Linked DNA regions of Mus musculus: all the other regions are linked to region 3. The links are chromatin contacts, called in public Hi-C and HiCAR-type maps. All regions are on one chromosome and are shown on one strand. The core of a region is the stretch at or near the end of the contact, and the rest is flanking DNA. Distances in the headings are between cores, read along the strand shown.

Region 1 (4,250 bases), core at 619-3,118, 2.5 Mb before region 3:
TGATGTTCACTGGAACTGGGAGCCCGTCTTTGGGGCAGTTTTGCATCCCTACATAATCCTTTTGTTGGGGGACCTCTGCACATAATTCAGTCACGGAATTGAATCTGATTTCTTTGTTTGAAGTATATTCAAAGAACTGATTGCCTCCTTGACCGTGGCATCCAAACAACGAAAGATTAGCCCCCGTAGGGTTGTTGTCGGGAGCGTTATAATCTAAGCACTCGGAAGAGATGCCCATGCTGCGGATGGCTCCGTGCCAGCCAGGTCTATCCTCGGGGACGTGTAAGTTAGAGAACACATTTTTCAGATACCAGTCGAAGCTCTTACATTTCAGCCGTTCCCTTAGTAACTTCCTTTCAGAAAGATCGCCATAGGCCTCTTTCCGAGCTGGGGGGTTTCGGTTATAGAAATGCTCTTTGTATTCATCCATCCACACTTCGGCCGCCCGCGCGGTATTCTGTAGGAAGTTGGGGCGAGCATAGGGCGCGCGCTTGGGAAACACGTGGCCCACGTGCGAGCATGGGTGGATCTCCAGCTTGCCGCCACACTGCCAAACCCTGAAAGACAACTCAAGGTTTTCGCCTCCCCAGACTTCCATGCCAGTGTCATAGGTGCCCAGGTACTGAAAATACTTCTTGCTGACAGCAAACAGTCCTCCTGCCATGGTGGGGGACCTGATGGGGTCAATTCTTGACGTTCGCCTGTCCCTTTCATGTTTGGGGACAGAATGCCACTGGAAGGTCAAACGCCAGTCAAACCCACCAATCATGGGCTCCCCGGTCTGCATGTAGAATTCGAAAGTGTTCCAGTCAATAGTGTCGATGACAGGACATACGATTGCGGTTTCGTCTCTACTGATCCTCTCCAAAAGTGGTTCCAACCAACCAGTGTTACACTCACAGTGACAATCCAGGAAAGTGAGGACATCCCCGGTGGCAAAAGTGGCCCCAATTAGACGGGCCCGGACCAGCCCCTCTCTCTTATTGGTTCTAATCAAGCGAACTCTCTCCAGGTTGCTGATGTAAGTTTCAAGTTGCGCCTTCAAATAAATTCTATCACTCAAGTCATCCACCAAGATGATCTCCTTTAAAAGCACAGCTGGAGAAGTTTCTAAAACACTGTGAATGGTCCGAAGCAGAGTGGACCAGGCTTCGTTATAGAAGGCGATGATAACGGAGGTGGTGGGGAGCGACCTGTAGTGGAACTTCTTGGCTTTACACTCATACATTCTTTTATCCTCTATGTGGCGGTGCAGGGAGATCCTGTCACTGAGGTAAATGTTGATGGCATATCTCTCAATAAGTTCTTCTTGCTGCTTCAGTTCCCCCTCGTTGAGCTGGAGTTTGCTTGCTCTCCCCCATTCCCCAAGAGCATGGGAATCTGCAGGGGGCTTTATATAAAGAGGCTGAGACAAATCCTCTTCCCTTGTATCAAGGTCCGGGAGCCGCCTTGGCCCCAGCTCCCTGGCACCGCCGGCTCCTGGAGAGGCATACAAAGTGGAGACTGAGAACTCCACCAGAATATAAGCCAGTGTTAAAAGGGCCAGCAGCAGGCAGCTCTTGCCTGCCCAGGTCCACCTCACGGCCATCCGGATCCTCACGGGTCGTGTGTAGACGCGGCCACCGAGCCAGCACGCGGGGAAAGCGCCGCGGATCCTGAAGCTGGAGTTCCCGGCTCAGGTAGGGGCGAACTTCCGAGAAGGTTCCTCCTTTCATGTAGGCGCTCGGCTCCTTTCCGACACCGGAGTTTCCCAGGGGTCACTTGAGACCCCCTCGCTCCCCGGCCTCTGGTGGTGCTCAACTGGTCGGTCCCCACTTCCTCCTGCTCGTCTCAGAACTTTTCACAAACTCTCCAGCCAATACTCCACCCTCCTCGGGCCGATCACAAACCCCTCCCCTTCCCACTCACTCCTCCTGGTGGTTAGTTCACGAAAGTTGTCTGTCAGGCCGGGACCAGTCGAGTCCTTACCCAGCAAAGACCCAGGGACCCAGAGTGGCCGGGTACATCCCATCGCGCCTGGCTCACTCAGGCAGGGATGGAAGAAAGGCTTTCTGCCAAGTGAGCTTTGGTTACTGTCAGAAAAGGAAAGAAGAAAGAAAGGAAAAACAAAAACAAAAACAACTTACCAATTTGTTTGCAGTTGGGGCTGAAGTCAGCGGAGGTGATGGCAGCTTTGTGACCTTTAAAAGAACGTTCCAGAATCGGATCCTCCTAGGATGGAAAGTTGTTAGGTTTGAAAGCAGGTGCAGAATTCCAGCTCTCGACATCAGACGTCAACGTTGCCTGTCCCCCGGGATCGAAGAGGAGGACCCCGCAGCATCAGCGGGCAGCGAGAGAGGCGTGGGCATTACAACCCGGCTGAGAGGCTCGGGCACTGCCCCAGCTTCCATCCGGAGGGGTCCCCACCATCGGGAGGAACCCCCAGCCCAGGCACCAGGGCGAGCCGCCGAGGGACCCGCCCACCGCACCGAGCTGCAGATGCTCGCCGAAGCCTCCCGCGCTCTTTAAACCTCCCTGGTGATTCTGACGCAGGCGCGCCGCGGGAACCCAGCCGGCGAGTCCCGGAGCCAGCTCCGCCTCAGCCCCGAGCGCCGGGATCTCTCCGGGAGCAGCGCTCACCGCTCAACCCGGGCACGGCGTCCCGCTCCGGGGAGGTGAGCGAGCTGCGGAGCTCCGGGTCTCGGGGCTACCTCCCAGGCCTGCCAGACTCGGCGTGGTTCCCCTCCTCCCGGTCCCGCCGCCCAAGGATGATCGGCTCCGGTAGCGGCGGGGACCTTACCAGGCCGGAGGCCATGCGGGGAGCGGACGGCGCCCGGGGCCTTGGGGGACCAGGGAGGGGTGGGGACGAGGGGGGACCGTGCGGCGCCCGGAACCGTCAGACTGGAGTGCGGGCGCTTCCCGGTCACTACAACAACGGCGGCCCAATCAAAGCCCGCGCTCCAGGCGTGGCCAGACGAGCCCCGAGACGCCGCGCGCGCGCGCGCTGCCGACAGCCGAGAGCCTGGCGGGAGCGCGCCGCGGGGGGTCCGCCGCGCGCGCACACAGCGAGCCCCGCGAGCTTCGGAGGTAGCGGACTACCGGGTTGTTGTCGGGAAGCGGGTTGGGACTTGGAGAGAGAGAGAGATGTGATCGGTGGTGGCGAAGCGGAGGAGAGTCGGTGATCGATGCAATCAGGATTCTATTACACCTTAAAGAGAACGGCGCCCAACTCGGCTACTCCGGAGAGGGGAGCTTGGGTGCACAAGCTAGACAGTAACAGGACGTTGAGCGGGACTAAGTTCCTTGTGTTCAATTACTGGTTTTGCACGTACTATAGATACAAATGCTGGCAGCACATGATGGGTAATATTTTATTCACATGTTCACCCTGTTTTTCTTTATTCAATAGTATTCTATTATCTATTTGATTTATTCTGTTCTCAACCGCTTGTTTGCATATGCCTTATTAAACTCACACACACACCTGAAGTGGTCGGAAGACTTGGAAACTTTAAAGTTTCTAGACCACGTGGTTACAATAACGGTCCCCACTTTAGACTTTTTTTTTTCCCCACACATACTATCATTTGTGCTTCAGCAACAGGGTTTCAAAGCTAGAGAATGTTGTCGGTGGCAGTTTGTACATGGAAGGCCACATTTTGATGCTTCTTCATACCCCTCGACAACAAACAACAGCATTAAACCCTGCCCCGGAGCATAAAAGACTCAGCTGAAAATTACATACGGAACACAACTTCTTGGCAGTGGAATGTCGTGATAAACTGGTAAGGTACATGTTGTGTGTAAATAAAAAGTGTAGTAATTACAGGTTCCCTCGCTGTATTTGCGTTTAGTCTTAACCACTATATAGCAATTATGTAAGTGCAATACCGTATTAGTTTGACACATGGGTGGATGTTAAATATCTGTTATATGTTTGACACCAAGGGCTAAACTTTGTTATAAACAAAACAAACCCCTGAATGCCAACATAGTTCCCTCCCCTCAAGAACTTGGCACTGGGATGTAGCTCAGTTGGAGAGTGCCTAATGAACTAAACCCTTGCTTGTATTCCCAGCGCCCTCATCAACACAACCTGGCATCAGTAACTATAGCCCTGGGGAGGTGGAGGCAGGAGGATCAGAGGCATAAGGTTGTCCTTGGCTATACTGTGAGTTTGATGCCAGTCTAAGCTACATGAACTCTGTTAAGCAAATAAAAAACAGACGACAACCCTGCTGTATTCTACCTTAAGGAGTCTCATGTTTTAG
Region 2 (4,205 bases), core at 66-2,565, 2.6 Mb before region 3:
ACCTGCCAGAAACAAGAAAAGCAATCTTGTAACCGGAGAAGCTGTAGTAATTTACAGCTAGTGAGAAGCACAAAGAACACTATGGACAGGCACCCTAGGAACCCCCGGCAGTGGTAGAAGCACGCTTCAATGCGCACCTTTAGGAACACTACCCGCTGCTTACCCTGGGAACACTTATTCTCCTGAATCTGGAAATGCACAAGATTACTTTTCTTAATATTTCGAGGAGCTGCGAGGTGCCAAGCTGCACCCTGAACTACGTTTCCAGCTCTTGTGAACCTTAATCCTACACCTACCCAAAGAAAGGTGCCTGATTAACCCTTGAAGGAGAAGCTACCACGGTGGCCCAGCTAGCTCCCCTAAGCGCAATGCAAGCGGCGATCGCTACCTCGCTAACATTTTCCCCAGCCTGCAGTCCCAGCCCGGAGCCCTGCACCCGGGGCGCACAACATACCTTCCAGGTAGAACGCCCGGCAGCCCTCGTCTTTGAGTTTCTTGAGCAGCAGCCCGAGGACCGACTCTCCACCAGTGTTCTCATTCCAGTCGCTGCTATTCTCGTCGTACAGCACCACGGTGTCGGTGCCGCAGCGCCTGGTAAAGCGGTCCCGGTCCTCGCAGCGCGTGAAGAGCGCACGCACGGGCAGGTTGCCCTTCTGCAGACGCCGCAGCATGATGCCGGGGATGGCCACATTAATGGCAGATTCGATGTGTGACGACTCGTACAGCTCCTGTGGTCGGCAGTCCATCAGCAGAAGCCGTTCGTTGCCCAGCTCCAGCTGCTCGTTGAGCCACGACACCGTCTTGCAGATCGCCATTTCCGACGCGAAGGGCACGGGTCTGAGCGTATCTATCATGGGGGTCGAGCTGCAGGAGAAGGCGGGGTGCCTAGCAGACGCCCCTCGAGGCAGGCATAGGCCGAGCACGCTGCGCGAAGCTCCCGCTCTCGGAGCGGGGTTTGATTCCGCCTCGCCTTTCCCAAGCCGAGGCTAGCGGTTAGGGAAAGCGACACAGAAGTCAAGTCGGTGGTCCCTCTGCACCAGATCACTCTCCGAGTCAATGAATCTCTCTCTCTGAATGAAGGTGCCCAGTTTTGTTCCTACCCAGTGAATGAAATCCAATTAATTCGGACTCCGTGCCACTGAGAGGAGAAAAAGGGAAAAGAAAAAAAGTCTAGCGGCTCTTAATCCTTCCCTCTGAGGCTGCACCTCGGATCCAACCCGGTGTTTCTCGCCGGATTATTCAAGACTGGGTTTGCTCACAGTCCCTAGGACTCCGCGAGAGCACACCCCCTGTGCGAGGCAGCTCCTCAATGGATACAAACAGCCAGCGTCTCAATGGATACATTCTCTCGGTCAGCCAATGAGCGCGCTGCGGAAGGGGCTGTTGCCGTGGGGACGGGCCGGCTGGAACAGGTTGTGTTGATGAATTGTTAATGAGTTTGTCATTCACAAAAACGGAAAGGAATTTCCGCTCCGGATAAGCCCCAGTGCAAACAAGCTGCAACTGCGGGCTCGGCGGGAGGAAGGAGAAAGAAGAGGAGGCGGCGGTGGAGGAGGAGCAGGGCACATAAACCAGGGCACTAAAGTTGTCTCGTGTTTCCTTCTGTTTAGAGTTCACACTTCGCGTCTAACTCTTGCGCACCAGTAGTGCAATTAGCAAGCACAAAAGCCCTTATTCGCGACGCTTACAATCTTAAGTTAGCCTTAATAAAACTTGAGGGGTTTTCCCCCTTTTTAATTCTCTTTAACGCTAGATCCAAGCCCGCCATAGCGCCGCCCCTGCTCCCCCACCCCCAACCCGGTCCTCCTTTAGATCGTGTGTGGCATTTGTTTGGCTCTTTTAAAAGTCTAGTTCTGTTTGTTCTAATGTCCTTTTAGGCGAGGCTGTGTTGGGACTGGTGGACTGCCTGGGCTTTAGCGACCCAACGAAGTGTTAAATGCTAATCCAACATCTCTAGAAACAAACTAGTGTTTTGTTGAAACATTTTAAAGCAACTAAGCAAACAAGCGTTTGGTTGTCCAGAAAACCAGAAGCGCCCCAACCCCGGGCTTTCTCAACTTTCTTGGCGGCAGCGGAGGGGGGGGGGCGGGTGGTGTAAGCACCCAAAACCTTGTCAGCTATCCCTGCACTTTTCTTCTGCTCCGGTGAAGTGGGGGCATTCTGAGCCATTGTTCCGGAGATCTTGCTCCCCACCACCATCACCGGTCACCCATCGAGCCTGGGGAGTCGAGCTCCTTTAACGATCTGGAGCCAAGAGCAGAGTTTGGTTTCTAAGAGGAACCGGTCTGGCAAGGCAGCCTAGGTTAGGTGCCTGGGACGACAGGCCTCACCAACGTTTCCTGCACCCCGGAGACCTGCAAGCCTGCGGGAACTCAAGCGTAAACAGTGGCGGTTGTGGACAGAGGCCGGTCCCCTATCCTTTCTAGGCTGCAGCGGTCCCCGGGCCCCGCAAGGAGCACGCTAGCAGCTCCAAACGCGCTTGCGCGCTGCGCTTTGGCCGCAGCATTGCTGCTCTGGGGGATGGGGGGGGGGGGGCAGGACACGCGACGACCCCGTGATCGCTTGTAAGGCCGTCGCGGAACCGTCGCCTAGTGAGAGACCTGGAGCGGAAAAGGAGCCAGAGGTGTCCCTGTCTGGACCCCATGGTTCCAGAGTTAGGGTTGGGAAGTCTCATGGGCACCACCCGCAGGCAACTCAGGACGGAGGCGGCACCGGAGCCGGATGGAGGCGTGGCCGGCGGGGGCCGCGACGGCGACAAGAGCGCATCCCCGGCGCGCTCGGTTCTATTGTTATATAAAAGTGCAGAGGCCGCCCCTCCCGGACGGAAAACCACCTGTGTGCGGCGACGGCGGGCCCTGCGGAAGGCGCGCGTCCCGATCCGGTCAGCCCCTCGGGTCCCAGGGAAAGGAGCTGGGCTTTGTCCGGCCGCGACCGGGAGGCGGAAGCGCCGGCTGCGGCCCTTCCCGAATCCGGGGCGCGGAGGGCGTCTAAGGTCACGGGATCTCCCCAGCCCAGCGCCTCGCAGCCGGGTCCTACCTACTGTCGCCCGCAAAGCAATTTGCATTTTTAATCACCCGCCTCTTCCGGGGTTTGGGAAATGTGGGCTAAAACAGGGCGACTTGGAGGTCCAAGTAGCCAATTTTGGAGCCCTCCCGCAGGCAGGCGCCCCAGAAGGAGCGTTTTGATGAAAATGGGGGTTGCCTCCAACCTCTCTCCGCGCCTTTTTTGGGCAGCACTGGGAACAAAACGCCCATATTTCATTGGCTAGCTTCCAACTCCCGCTGGGGTAGGCCTGTGCTGCAGCTGACGCCCCCAGATCCTTCCCCATCTGTTACAGGTTTTCCCACCCTGAGACATTTCAGTCTGTGGGACCAATGGTTAGGAGGAGGGAAGTGGGGTGCTCCGCGGAAACGTGAAGGACAAGCCTCAACCTCCAAACAGAAGAGGGAAGCAGGTTGGGTTTTTCTTTACCAAAATTTGAAGTGAAGCACCAGACAGTTGGGAGGTTGATAATAATATCTTTGCACACTGGTGGAGAGCTCTAAGCATTTGTACCTATGTTTCTGAGTCTGAATTTTTTCCCACTTCCTTCAGGAAATTTGACCTTTCGATCTAACTATATCCAGTTACAGTTTTTTCTCCTTGTCATCTTTCTTGTATTTTACAGGGTCTTTGTAATATTAAGTGGGCACCATGTGTGGGAATGTCATGCCCGTTAGCTGATATGCTTATATGTTTTTGAGCTAACCTGCAAAATGGCTTGAGCACTTTGGGAGGTTTTTTGGCCAAGGTCGGATTTTTTTGTTTGTTTGTTTGCTTTTTTTGTTTGGTTGGTTTTTTGTTGTTGTTTTGTTTTGTTTTTTAATTTCCTGCCCCAAACACTCCCTTTTAAGTCTGCTTGATAGCCTGCCAGGTTCCTCACTTGCAGCTAACCCCTCAAAGGTCTGCTCAGAACAGTTTAATTCACTCTAGTTTAATAATGGGGCAAAGCAGGAGAGAGATGTCCTACTCCAGCTCAAATGACACCTTACCCAGGTTACCTTGGTGGACTGGGATGTCTTAACTTCTTGAGGTTGCCTTTTAAAAAGTTGGTTTACAGGGGCTGGAGAGATGTTTCAGCGGCTAAGGGCACTGATTGTTCTTCCAGAGGACCCGGGTTCAAATCTCAGCCCCCATATGGCAGCTCACAACTGTAACTCCAGAAT
Region 3 (4,049 bases), core at 1,246-3,745:
CCAAATAAAAGATGACTAACAAAGTTCACAAAATAGATGGTGGTTTGTGGGAAAGACTCTTACCCAATTGAGTACAAGGAAAGTTACAAACCAGACCTCCACTTTCTAAAAATAAGAAGTTTACTCCACTCAGTCTTAGAAAACTACAAGCTAGCAAATGTACAGAGAGCTGGCTGGTGCTAACAACCACAGTTGAGACAGTGTCTTTTTGAAGGGTCTTTTCAAAGCCTGCTGCCATGGCAGAGCCTGGTCGCTCCCTACTCTCAACGCCAAAAACACAAGGTCTGACCATTTCCCCCAGGTCATGCGTACTAAGTTTGTCTTTATGTACATTTATACATTTTAAGTGCTAGGTAAAAGTCTCCGTGTAAAAATTTTTCCAGTACTACCATGCTTAAAACATTGAGCTTTCCTATTGAGCTGCCAAAAAAGTTACTGAGAACTTTCAAGTGTAATAGTGCAAATTCCCCTGCAAGGTTGACTGCGAAAGAGGGTTCTTTGAAAGACAGAATTTCCTTAAAGGGACTGCTGTGACAAATTGGGTATAAGGTCTGGGAGAAACTGAAACCACCCTTCGACTTCACTCCCTAGCAAATAAAGTGATCCTTTCCTTGGACTCACAGGCTATTTAAATCACTGAAAGGTACTGTCCAAACTATGGCACTGTCACTAAATTAAAAAAAAAAAAAAAGAAAGAAATAAAAAAATTATTACCACTCTATCTTGTGCCAGATCTTCACAGCTGTGACATGGTTTAAATTCCATAATCCATCCCCAAGAGGAGCCCACCCAAAGCAAAAAAAATCAAATTCATCCATCCATTATAAGATGATCCATCCAATAGACTATATCTTAACCTGATACAGTCATCATATTGTAGTTTTTGGAAGGGCTTGTTCTGCCCAAGAGAAGTTCCTCCTTACAGCTGATTCTGCTGTCTACCATTTGCACGTTGGTGCTGTTTTGAGTGCTACCTCCTGCTGGTGAGGCTTCGTACAGCACGCAGATGGAGCCATCCTCTCCAATCCGGTAGGACACTTCGTAGGGGTCAACCCAGAGTGTGAGTTCACTTGGGAGAAGCCTGAACAACTCCTGACTGCTCAGTCCAATCCGCTGGGCTGCCTGTCCAATCAGAGGATCCATCTTATGGTTGATGCGAATACAACGGTAACCTGATCCCTTGCACGGCTTTTCTGGGAACCAGTGATGTTTGTAATGTTCTGTGGAAGAAAAGAACAGAGAAACAATGCTCAGGACGGTAGTCAACGCAGCCGTACCGTAGCGTACTTTCCTCCTCCTGCTGCTAGCTTCTTAGCGAAGCGAAAATGAAAACCACCAACTTTCACAAATGTCCGGGACCGAATTCGCTGTCGTGAGACAGAATAGAGAAAGCAAAGACACTGTGGCAAACACTGTCCGGGTACTGACCGGTTGAGCCGCCAAAACAGGAATCCCGCGCGCAGCCCTGGATGGCCAACTAGCTGGATGGCACAGGCAAGCGGGCGGGAACCTGTTTACTTTCTCCACCCCAACGGGGTCCCATACAATAGACTTTATGGAACTGGTGGGGGGTGGGGGCAAGACAACGCCACTATGGCCAGTTAACCCCAAAGGGAAGAAAACCCAAGAAACCTTAAACCAAGATCTGGGTTGGGTTGTAATTGTACCGGTGACAAATCCGATGATTAATGGGCAAGAGGCACAGGAGGTGCGGAGACCTGGCACGTCCGTCCCGGGCCGGCTCCGAAACACAGAGGCGACAAGCCACCCAGGGGCTCAGCCGCAGACTCTCGCAACGGTCGCGGCGACCCGGCAGAGGAGACCGACGGGACTCCGGGCCCTGGGTCTTTTGTCCCCCGCGACCGGCCGGTAGCCGTCGGGGCGCAGCTCCGCGTCGCCCCGCTTCGGATCCTTTGTTGTGCGTGTCGCGGCGCCCCGCCGCCCAGCTCCCCCCCCCTCCCCCAGCCACGACCGGGACGCGCCCGTTAGTGGCGACCCGCGACGGTCCCCGCGCCCCGCTCACCTGCCAGCAGCTCCTGCAGGCTCTGGCTGAAAGTCTGCAGCTGTCGCTCGCTCGTGAGCCCCTTGGTGCGGAGGAACTTGGAGATGAAGGACACCGCGGCGGCGATCTCGCCTATCATGGTGGCGGCCCGGGTGTAGAAGGGATGCATGGGGGCGGCGGCCGGGGGTGGCCCGGGGCGGCCGGGGCTCGGCCCCGACGGCGAAGCGGCCACCCCGGGCTCTCGCCCAGACCCGACGGCCGAGAGGAAGCGAGGGCGCGAGGCGCGGACGGCTACTGGTTCTAGGGGATTTTTTTTCTTTCCTTTAGAGTAAAAAAGTTATTTTCAAGCCAGGAGGCGGCAGGAGAGACAGAGAGAGACGAGCGATGGCGGCCTGGTCACATCGCTCGGACCTCCCCAGCCGCCTCCGCCTCCAGCTCGGTAGCCTCCGAGGATCCCGAGAGTTGCATTTCCAGCTCCGAGGGGCGAAGAGCTGCCGCCGCCGTGCAGCTCATTTTATAGGGCTGCGGAAAGGAAGTGGCGTACCCGGGGCGTGAGGGCGGACGCCAGCCAATCCGGAGATCGCACCATTGTGACGCAGGCAGATTCGGGGCTGGAGGGGGCGGGAGAAAGGCCGCCAGGGGGCGTGCCCAGAGGCCGGGATGAGAGGGAGGAGCTGACGTAATCTGCTTGTAAACAAATAAACCCCCCGAGTGGCAGCCTGAGACTCCGGAGCGGTGGAGGGCGGAGAAAGAAGCCAAGGAGGCGCGTGTGAAAGCTCCGCCCCCGAGCTAGCTCCGCCCCCGGTTCGGGCCAGCGGGGACCCTCCAGTCCCCGAGCGGGCTCCGGGTTCCTCACTTACTGCGGTGTGGCTGGAACCTCAGGACTGAGGTTCGGTCTCCGCAGCCCCAGTCCTTTGCGTACCCCATGTTTACATCTGAGCCCAGTTCCAGCCGGCTTGGCTGGCAGCCCTGGCGGGAGGAGCGTGCGGTGGCGGAGACTAAGGCTCCGCTAGGGAATGGAAGGAAGGACTCGCTCCCTGGAGCTATCCTGCGGCTTAATCCAAGCCATTGCCCCTAGGGTTTGCAGAACCCCGGGGGGCTGGGGGGGGGGAGAAGATGAGCCTTGAAACTCATAAAAATCTGCATATGTATTTTAGAAAGGCACAACAAATTCGTTTTTCTAGTTCAAGTGATGTCAGAACTTTAGAGTTGTGCTGCTGTTGACACATAAGATAAAACTTTAAGCTTGTCGAGAGTGTTAAGCATAGACACCCATATTTACTGGCAAAGACGGTTGTAAACAGCCTAGAAAAAAAGGAAAGCATGAGCCTGCTAAAACTATTAGACCCAAAATAGGGTTAACCCAACTCTCTTAAAGTAGGAGAAGGGAGAGAAAACAATGAAGTCCAGGCAGGAAGAAGAAAGCAAACAAGAGGCAGAAGTTGAACTCTACCAGATGGAAATAAATATTTAGAGTTTAGTTGGTCATCAGATGCAATACACACCACTTTAAAATATATATATGTGTGTGTGTGTGTGTGTGTGTGTGTGTGTGTGTGTGTGTGTATGGAGCTAGAGGAGAAACAAGAGGATAATTGGTTCTGAAATTAATTTGAAAAGGTGACCTATACATCATTTATCATTAATATACAATACTTAAGTACCCACATATTATCTAAAGATAATGTTAGAAAGCACTTCAGAAAGTATCAAGTTTTTTTTTATAATAAACTGAATCAAAAAATAACATCTTTGTGCATGTGTGTGTGTGCGTGTGCGTGTGCGTGTGCGTGTGCGTGTGTGTGTGTGTGTGTGTGTGAATTGTCAGATAGGACTTTCTGAAAACAGACGCAGGGTTTTGACTGGAGGCTCATCTTACCATCCCGGAAGATAAAGAACCAAAAGTGAGTCCTTGAACCATAGGCTATCAAGAGGTCTGCATCTCTCTCTCCCACCCGCCTCCCCACGCGTTCTGTCCTTTCCAGTCTGGATTAGGAAGAGAATAAAACTGTCTCCTTTGCCTGTGACTGTGAATCCCATCCCAGTG

What was found. Hi-C and Micro-C count contacts between places; a contact is called where the count stands out from the background. HiCAR-type assays count read pairs that join an accessible place to other places.
Region 1: a contact with region 3 is called in a HiCAR-type map of astrocytes, with 5 times the contacts expected there. The contact joins the promoter of Galnt4 here to the promoter of Btg1 in region 3. A contact is called at or near these places in 4 of 39 promoter capture datasets (the C10 cell line, embryonic stem cells, liver and 1 more), 2 of 484 Hi-C or Micro-C datasets (B cells and uterus) and 2 of 115 datasets of contacts at active chromatin or transcription factors (astrocytes and large pre-B cells).
Region 2: a Hi-C map of pro-B cells shows a contact between it and region 3, with 5 times the contacts expected there. The contact joins the promoter of Dusp6 here to the promoter of Btg1 in region 3. A contact is called at or near these places in 2 of 39 promoter capture datasets (embryonic stem cells and liver), 2 of 484 Hi-C or Micro-C datasets (embryonic stem cells and pro-B cells), 6 of 115 datasets of contacts at active chromatin or transcription factors (astrocytes, embryonic stem cells, extraembryonic endoderm stem cells and 3 more) and 2 of 9 other capture datasets (adipose tissue and liver).

What each region holds. Positions count from the first base shown.
Region 1 is chr10:99,105,753-99,110,002 of GRCm38.p6, reverse strand. Galnt4 (polypeptide N-acetylgalactosaminyltransferase 4) reads right to left here and starts at 1,868. Exons shown (of 1, transcript NM_015737.4): 1 at 1-1,868. The coding sequence starts at 1,588. Poc1b (POC1 centriolar protein B) reads right to left here and starts at 2,921. Exons shown (of 12, transcript NM_027740.7): 1 at 2,780-2,921; 2 at 2,127-2,211. The coding sequence starts at 2,794.
Region 2 is chr10:99,260,341-99,264,545 of GRCm38.p6, reverse strand. Dusp6 (dual specificity phosphatase 6) reads right to left here and starts at 1,315. Exons shown (of 3, transcript NM_026268.3): 1 at 455-1,315; 2 at 1-2. The coding sequence starts at 854.
Region 3 is chr10:96,615,447-96,619,495 of GRCm38.p6, reverse strand. Btg1 (BTG anti-proliferation factor 1) reads right to left here and starts at 2,495. Exons shown (of 2, transcript NM_007569.2): 1 at 2,024-2,495; 2 at 1-1,220. The coding sequence starts at 2,171. The coding sequence ends at 853.